3 separate regions of the Mus musculus genome follow, and regions 2 and 3 are each linked to region 1. The links are chromatin contacts, called in public Hi-C maps. All regions are on one chromosome and are shown on one strand. Each heading gives the region's core, a stretch centred on a gene start, on an enhancer-like site or on the middle of the called end of the contact. The rest is flanking DNA. Distances are from core to core; before and after follow the strand shown.

Evidence for each region. Hi-C and Micro-C count contacts between places; a contact is called where the count stands out from the background.
Region 2: a contact with region 1 is called in a Hi-C map of bone marrow-derived macrophages, with 27 read pairs. The contact joins two enhancer-like sites. A contact is called at or near these places in 2 of 484 Hi-C or Micro-C datasets (bone marrow-derived macrophages and natural killer cells) and 1 of 115 datasets of contacts at active chromatin or transcription factors (embryonic stem cells).
Region 3: a Hi-C map of uterus shows a contact between it and region 1. The contact joins two enhancer-like sites. A contact is called at or near these places in 3 of 484 Hi-C or Micro-C datasets (the HL-1 cell line, bone marrow-derived macrophages and uterus), 10 of 115 datasets of contacts at active chromatin or transcription factors (bone marrow-derived macrophages, cardiomyocytes, embryonic basal ganglia and 4 more) and 1 of 9 other capture datasets (embryonic stem cells).

The regions. Positions count from the first base shown.
Region 1 is chr2:166,397,984-166,400,791 of GRCm38.p6, reverse strand. No RefSeq gene overlaps it. Among named protein-coding and RNA genes, the nearest start is that of Gm30796, 5.5 kb to the left of the region's middle. Within about 2 kb of position 1,556, at least 110 of the 459 cell types and tissues checked have an H3K27ac peak or open chromatin away from gene starts, as enhancers often do. A contact at or near this core is called in bone marrow-derived macrophages, natural killer cells and uterus, where this site is marked.
Region 2 is chr2:166,227,344-166,230,123 of GRCm38.p6, reverse strand. No RefSeq gene overlaps it. Among named protein-coding and RNA genes, the nearest start is that of Gm30536, 34 kb to the right of the region's middle. Within about 2 kb of position 1,488, at least 35 of the 459 cell types and tissues checked have an H3K27ac peak or open chromatin away from gene starts, as enhancers often do. A contact at or near this core is called in bone marrow-derived macrophages and natural killer cells, where this site is marked.
Region 3 is chr2:166,186,764-166,189,463 of GRCm38.p6, reverse strand. No RefSeq gene overlaps it. Among named protein-coding and RNA genes, the nearest start is that of Gm30536, 6.3 kb to the left of the region's middle. Within about 2 kb of position 1,258, at least 19 of the 459 cell types and tissues checked have an H3K27ac peak or open chromatin away from gene starts, as enhancers often do. A contact at or near this core is called in bone marrow-derived macrophages and uterus, where this site is marked.

The sequences.
Region 1 (2,808 bases), core at 307-2,806:
TGCTGGGCAGCTGGGCCTATGGTACAAGTGGAGGTTGGAAAATTCGAGAAGGAGGGCTAGAGAGAGAAAGGGGGAGGACTGGGGTGGGGTTGGGGTGCTAGGCTAGGGGCGGCAGGTTTCTGGGTTCTATGTGGGTAAACTTAGAGGCTCACCTTCTGGGCTATGCCTCACTGCCGAGGAATCAAGGAAAAAAATAGGCACGTGTGATTTCTGTGTGGAGTTGCAGTCCCCAAGGTCACAGCCGACCCGCTTCCTTCAGTCAGAGGGCCACAGCAGGTTCCTCCCAGAAGCCCCTGTGGCAGAGCCATCGACAGGTGGAGAGGGAGAATTAGCCACGTGGCCTTTTCTCATCCTGTTCCCGTGCTCATTAAGGAAGTTCAGCGCCACCTTCTCGACACCTGCTTAATTGATTATGGGTTCAGAAGCCAAATTTAAACCCAGGCTTCTCATGACTAAAAACAGCAACAGCATTTGGCTTGATTTTTATAATATGCAAGAGTCAGGGTGTCTTTCCCTACATGGAGGAAGGGGGCACAATGTGAACAGGTCCTCTGATGTTTTGAGAAGAGCCAGAAGCAAAAATCTATTGATTACAAAACAAAACAGAAGAGTTGGTAGCTAACCAAGAAGAAAACAAAACAAAACAAAAAATACTAGTTTGTGCTGTCTGCCTGCCTGCCTGTCAGTGTTCTGCCTGGCTAAGCTCGTGGCACCTTCAGGACCCAAGGAGCTGGGCTCAGAAACTATGACAGACACCCAGCTTGACCCTGTTTTCAGAGTGACCAAGCTTGCGTTTACCACTCCCACGTTTGATAGAGGTGTGGGTGCAGCCCACACTTCGGCTCCCTCTGAGTGCCACAAGAAGCATCCTTGTCACCCAGGTGCTGTGAGAAAGGTCCCTTCCCCCAACCTCATGGCTGACACCCTGAGGCAGGAGGGACACGCACTAGGCACCTGCACCCATATAGGGAGATGAGTCTGCTGCTTCCCAGAGGCTGAGGCTGTGTCTGCTCAGAATTGGTGGCTGAGGCATGATGAGGGGGTGTTGTCAGGAGCTCCAGAACTTGGTATGAGTAGCTGGCCTGGGAGCTAATCGGTCACCCACACCCCAGCACTGTGGTGACAGATGTATGTCACCTTGCCTGGGTGCTGGAGGATTGGACTCAGGCCCTCATGCTTCTGAGGTGAAAACTTTACCAACTTTAACCAGGCCCAAGGCAGGCCAGTTTTAAAAGACTAGCCAAATAATTGCATAGCAGGTTCCTGGAGCTGGCCCAGGAGATCGCCCAGAGCTTCAGCGTGAGTGTGAAGTGCCTGGAAAATGTTGTCCCAGCAGGATGCATGGGCTGGGCCTGGAACTTAAATGTCATCAGTCAGGGGCTGGATGAGCCACTGAAGTCACAGAGAAAGGTGTCAGGATGACCTCAGCCTCGGCCCTTTGCTGTGGGGAGGTTTAGTCATGGAAAGAAACTAGATCTGCTTTTTCTGCACCCTCACCACCCCCAGGCTGACGCTGGGGAAAGCACATTTTGGTTGGCTGGCTAGCCAGCCTCCTCTTAAATATTTAACCCAGGCAGGGCAGTTCCTGCCTCCCACCTCCCTACCTCCCTCCCTCCCACCCTAGCTGTCCTTCAGCATCAGAGCTGGGGCCGGGAGGAGGGGCCCAGGACACATGTTTCTGAGTTAGAGATGCTGAAATCCTGGTAGTTACAGCAGTTTTAATAAATGGGGTTAATGCTCCAGGGTGAGGCTCTCCGTGTGCTGGTCACGCACAGCTGCCTGCATCAGTCCAGAGGTTTGTTTAAATGTACAGTTTAGAAGTGGATTAAGCAAGCTCTCTGAAGCCCAGTGTGCTGGGCAGGCGAGCACAGGGGACTGGTCAGAGCACAGACCCAGAGCCAGGGACAAGGATGCACAAGGCTGATTGACTCCAAGGATAGCGGGATGGAAAAGGAAGAGGCTTAAGTGAGATTTTTCAGTGAGCCCACAGCTGTTGGCTTCTTGGGGCGCTCACTGCAGCGGCTGGGGTTGCCTCCGCTTCTTCAGAGTCTGGGTCAGGCCTGGCAGATCAGGTCAGAGCTCGCTCTGTCCTTGGCCACTAAGGTGGATCCTCACTTCTCTTCCCTAGTCCTCCTTCCTCTGTCCTGCTGCATCCTGGATCCCACTTCAGCCATATTTAATGAGCCTTGGTAGCTTCAGTGCTACACCCCAGAGTGGACAAATGACAATAGGATTATTTCTTAGGTTTCTAGGTCTGAGAAGATTGAGGTCAAGGTTCTGGAAGAGCTGGCGTTCGCTGAGGGCCACTTTCCATCAAGGCATGGTCTCGTGACTTAACTACTCCCAAAGGCCGTGCTTCTCAACTGGGTTTTGTGGGGAATGGAGTGCTGACATACATCTGGACGCCTTTAGGCAAATGAATCCAGCTCAGCATTGCTTGGGACACTGGGGAGCTCATGGGCGAGCAAATGAGGTCATGGGATGCTTACCCGACTCTGTGAGACGGCTTAACCTACAACACACACTAAGCAAAAGATGCACTGCTTGACAGTGGCTCGTGCCATCTGCCCTGAGGTGGATGTGACACATTTGCACAGGTGACGTAGTAAGGACAGGCACCTGGGGACAGGGAGTGGGGCTGGCAGGAAGAGGTGCCTCCCAGAGGCAGGAGCAATGGCGGCGGCGGCGGCAGCAGCAGCAGCAACAGCAGCAGCAGCTTTGAGGAGAGCCTGAGACTTGGAAGGGAAAAGCTTGGTAACACACTGTAACAGGTACGAGCCTGACTCTCTGGTGAACCATCTAGGTTCT
Region 2 (2,780 bases), core at 239-2,738, 170 kb after region 1:
TTAAAGCTGGGCACTTACTGTCCCTGCCCCAACCTCAAGCCTTCCCATGCAGGTCTCAGTCCTAACTGGGGACAGAGAGCTCTCTCCCAAGACACTGAGTCCCAGGCCACATGCTGCTGTGCCCTCTCTCTCCCACCGCCTCCCTCCCACCCTCTCTCTGCTCTCTACCCTTCATCACACTGTTGTGTTTTCTTCTCTGTCTCTATCTGGAAAGTCCTAGGTAGCTGTCGGCTCCCTGCATTGCGCTGTGGGTGAATTTTCAAGGAAGCCTTACAGGAGAGAGCGCCATCTCCCCACACCCCTGCATCCTCCAGCCCCAGGCACCTAGGACGAGTACATTCTCATCAATGCACACATACCTTGTGCCTTGTTAGGTGAATGGATGAGTGAGTTAGTCAGTGGATGGATAGGTGGATGAATGGATGGATGGTCCCTATAGAAAGAGGTTTCTTGAGCAGGGCGTGGTGGCACACGCCTTTAATCCCAGCACTTGGGAGGCAGAGGCAGGCGAATTTCTGAGTTCAAGGCCAACCTGGTCTACAGAGTGAGTTCCAGGACAGCTAGGGCTACACAGAAACCCTGTCTCAAAAAAGAGAAAGAAAGAGAGAGAGAGAGAGAGAGAGAGAGAGAGAGAGAAAGAAAGAAAGAAAGAGTAAAGAAAGAAAGAGGTTTCTTCTTTCTCCTTACAGCTCGAACTCTGCACACATTCCCTGGCGTTGTGTTAAGCGGCCATCTTGTGCTGCCGTGCCCTTGCATCATGTCCCTTGCTCTTGTCCACCCCTTTCCCCTCCAATACCAGCTTTCCCTGGAAGGCCGAGAGCTCTTGGAGGTCATAGGCTGGCTTCTGGAGACTGCTTCAGTAAAAGGTTTTGTGCTTGACTCCAGGGCTGGGCTGCTACAGTTGGACTAGGTTGGAATTACACTAGTGAGGAGGGGTGAGTGGCTGGAGTGGAGCAGAATGGGCTGGAGTCAGGTGGGGAGGGTAGAAGGATCTGATCGGTTGTAACCAGTTGGGCTGGACTGTGCTGAGTTGGGTTTGTTGAGTTCCACTGAGCTGGCGTGGAAAACTGAGTCACTGCAAATTTCATTCACTCTCCAGCTTTCCCATCAGCAGAAGCTGGTCCCTCTGTCAAGGTGATTTTCCCTCTCTGTTGCTTCCACTAGACTCTCATATGTCCCCTATCCAGACTCTGTGACTCACCCCCTCCCTACCGGGCCCCCAGTCTCTGTCCATCATATCCCCACATGCCTGGTGCCTGGCTCTGGCTTTCAAACCCTAAGCCCCACACACATTCAGAAATTGTTTGATCAAAGGATCAAAGTAATGACAAAGCCAGGTAGGAGGGCACCGAGGAGCCCAGGAGACACAAGCCAGGTATTTGATGTCCACTTCCCCCTTGGAGAAGATCAGCTCTAGGAGGATTGTGTGCCCTGACTTTGCCCTTGACCAACCCAACCCAACCCAACCTAATCCATCCCTCTGGAGAGGAGGGTTCAGAAAGCCTGTGGACACGGCCTTGAGGCCAAAATGGGAAGGGGAAATGACTCAGCTGAGCCCAGGAGGAAGGTCTCAGCTGGCAGATCCACATCCATCCAATGAGCGTGACAGAGTGTCTCTACGCACCTCCGTCTCTGCCCAAAAGCACAGGCCACAGCATCCATTGCAGACTTGAGCTCACGGGGGGGGGGGGGGGGCGATGCAGAGGGAGCCTGGGTGGATGGCAAATAGGGAGAACACAGTTCTTGGCTTCCAGAGATGACATACAGAAGCCACAGCCTAAGATGGCCATGAGCTTAGCCTATGAGAGGGAGGAAAGGGGTGATCTATAGTGGAGATCTACAGGGGTGATCTATAGTGGTGATCTACTGGGATGACCAGCCTGGAGGAGCAGACAAGAGAAGGAGGTGTAGCCAGAGGGGTTTTCTAGGATCCACAAAGCCCAGGGCACAACTCCTCCGCTCATGAATACAAACATTGCATCCTTCTGCATCCACACTGAACTTCGGGGTAGTTTTTGTTTGTTTAATGTTTCTGAATATTTGATGAGAATAATTTTTTTAAAAAAATATATAGTAAAGGGAAGAACTTTTAAAAAGTTGGAGATTCATCTCTGCCGTGTTTGAACCAGTTTCTCAAAGATAAAGTCATAACTATTTCACAAACATCAAATAACCATGTGTCAAAATTTTATTTAACTCAGTAGCTAGTGAAAGATCTGGGAAGATTTTAGAGACAATTCAAGTAGACTAAGCTGTCTGGCTGTTGAGCCCCCAGGGATCCTCCTGTCCCCACCTTGCCAGTACTGAGATTCCAGGCTCACCCCACTGCACCAGCTTCTCTCTATGTTCTCATGCTTACACCGACTGGGCAGGGACTTTCCCAGCCAGCCATCCCTCGGCGCTTGGTGTTTCTTTGATGTCTGTGGAGTGTGTCACGCCCTGTGGCCACCCCACGCCTGTCCTGAGTCTCCTGAGGTCTCAAGCAGGTAGTGTCTGAGGTTGACATCTTGCTGCTTTTAAAGCCACAGGTTCACACATCTCTTAGGAGCCTCACATCACAGAAGTGTTTAGATACTTTTTTTTTTGCATACTAATATTGTCCTTTTTCTACTCTAAGCAGTGTCCTGCGAGTCAGTTCCTTTGATCTGTTCTTGAGTATAGCGTTAATGGTGCCTATACTGGTTATTCTGTTTCTATACCTCATTCTGCAGTAAGAGAGCATCCTGAGATAAGATGTAGGAGGAAGGGTGGACGGAGAGCTAATAGTGTGGGAGGGCAGG
Region 3 (2,700 bases), core at 9-2,508, 210 kb after region 1:
TCAACATTGGATGGGTCCCTTGGAGCTCTGCCATCTGAGGCGTTGCCCACGGTCACATTAGTTAACATGGGACAAGGGACTTCATAGATGTAACTGAGACTGACAACCGGCTAGCCTCACTGTTTCAGTCCGTCCCACCATCCCACAAGCCCTCACAAGCCGACAGAGGAGTGCACAGACACTTGAGGTCTGAGGGGATCCCACACACGTGAGACGCTAGAAGATGGAGAACACGGGGTGGGGGGGCACAGAGCGAAGGCTTCCACCATCAACCAGAGACTTTAAAAGATGAGTGGAATGAGACCACCTTTGTGTCAAGACAAAGCAGTAAGGACGTTTTTAAAACTATCAATCAATAAGGTGAACACAAAGCCAAGCCAAAGCTCGAGAGATGGCTCAGCAGTTAAGGGCACTCACTGCTCTATCAGGAGACAGGAGTCCAGAGTTCCAGGACCCACATCAAGTGGCTTACCAAAGCCTGTCACTCCAGCTTCAAGGAATCTGAGGCTCACTTCTGGCCTCTGTAGGTAGACCTATATACACATGTGCACACATGCACACATACACACACACTCACACACAGATGCATACACACACACTGAAGTATATAGTTGGGGCAAGAGTTCCATAGAGCTTGGGAGATGGCTCAGCGTTTGAAAGTGCTTGGGATGAAAGCATGAAGGCCAGACTCCTGATCCCCAGAAACCCACAGAAATGGGAACAACCGGTGGCCCTATAACTGCAGCCTCTGAAGGCAGATGGGTGGGGGAGGGTGTTCTAGAGCAAGGTGGGTGGCAAGAACCAGCCATGCCAGTGAATTCTAGGTTTGATTGAGAGACTCTGCCTCAATGGCCTAAGCGGAAGATCCATCGAGGTGGTGGATTTCCAACCCCAGGCCTCCAAGTACATGTACATCTGTACACACACACACGTGCACACGCATGCACACACACATACACATGAACACGTGAAAACTGGGAAAAGAAAATGCCGAGTTCCTTCAGCTCCAAGGACAGTTGTAAAAGGGCAACTGCTCAAAGTGACTAAGTATTTTTTCTGAGTGTAGCTACAGCAGATAAAATGAACTTGCAAGGAGAAACAGTGTAGCCTGCTTCACTCACATGCCCCTCCCACCTAGACCCAGGGCAACCTAACTCATCATTCTAGTTTCCAAAAACTCTGGGACCTCCCCCCTGAGCACTCCTCCAAGTCTCCCTCAGTGAGAGCAGGCGTCCCTGGCCTCCATTCTCAGGACTTCCCCATTCCTCTAGTGACGCCATCCCTGTGTGGCCAAGTCTCTATTTGGAGGTGTTTTCTTCCTTCCTTTGTGTTTTCTTTTTAATTTCCTTAGAACCAGGAACCAATCCAAGCAATGTTTGCTTCCCACCATGTTAGCACCAAGCTGCCCCTTTCTGAGGAGAGACGCGCGCGCTGCCTTAATTGCGCGGTTGCTATTGAAACACAGAGTGAGAGACAAAGCCCTTCATTTGGGAGGAAAATTAATTGTACACAAACAAGAACACATTTCATCGGGAATTAGATTCTTCAGCACTCCCCTGGCGGAGAACTTTACGGCTGCTTCCTTTCTGTCTGACAGTCAGCTTTCTCCCCTTCTTCTCTGGAAGACTTTCTTGGCAAACCAGGAGTGGCAGTTCCCCCAAGGTCCCTTTACAGTCCCTTCCCTTACACTGAGGCTGCCATTGCTCCAGTCCACCTCGAGCTGTGACCCTGTCAGCAGACAGTCCCTTCTTCTCAGCCTCTGAGGAGTGACAGCCCCTCAGTCCCCGGGGCCTCTGCTCCTCCCCAGCCCCCAGATTCAAAGGTAAAGGAAAGATTAAGCGTGATGAATCACAGGACGGGAGGTAACCTGGGGAAAGAGCTCGCCTCCACTGCTACTGCGAGATTTATTGCTGAGCGCCACAAGTAATGAAACCATCCATCTCCCACTGGCTGGAAAAGGAATCTAGCACAAGTCTGCAAAGGGCAGAGAGAAAATCGGACTTGTTGGAGCGGTTGGTGGCCAGTATGCTCTCTCTGTGATCTGGGATATGTTGGCAACAGACTAGCCCCCTTGTAACTATTCTGACAGGAGAAAAGATACCTTAGAAAGACACTGTGTCCCTCTCTCTGAATATCAGACTATTAATGGACCTCCAAGAAGTTAAGATTTCCCCAGGAATCCCATGCACAGTGAAGAAAGAGGCTGCAGCCTGCTCCCAGGCAGAGGAATTTGCCTTTCAGAAAGAGATTCCACACACTATTGGCAGGTCACACACGGGATAGACCTGAGGCCCGGAGCTGAGACAGTGCTGGGAAGGATCATGCTTTAGCCAGGGCTGCTGAGCTGTTGAAACCTTGCCCTCTATTTAAAGCTAAACCTCACATGGGAACCCTAAGGTAGAGAGCTCTTTCCTCTGCCTTTCACTGTGACCTGCCTCTTCAATTGGAATATTAGGGATGAATGGCTCAGCCTAGTCTGTCAGAGCTGCAGGGGCCCAGGCTCAGACCTAACAGCTCTGGTCACATCCTGATATTTGCCCTGAGGGAAGAGGGGCACCATCAGCACCCTGACCTGCCAGCTGAAGCGCCATTCTTGACCCCCCCACAAACCCCACTGAGAACTCAGATGTTCATAGAATGTTCGCACTTCTGGGCCATCCAAGAGCCCTGCCCTTGGCCCTGAGCCCTGGGCACATTTCA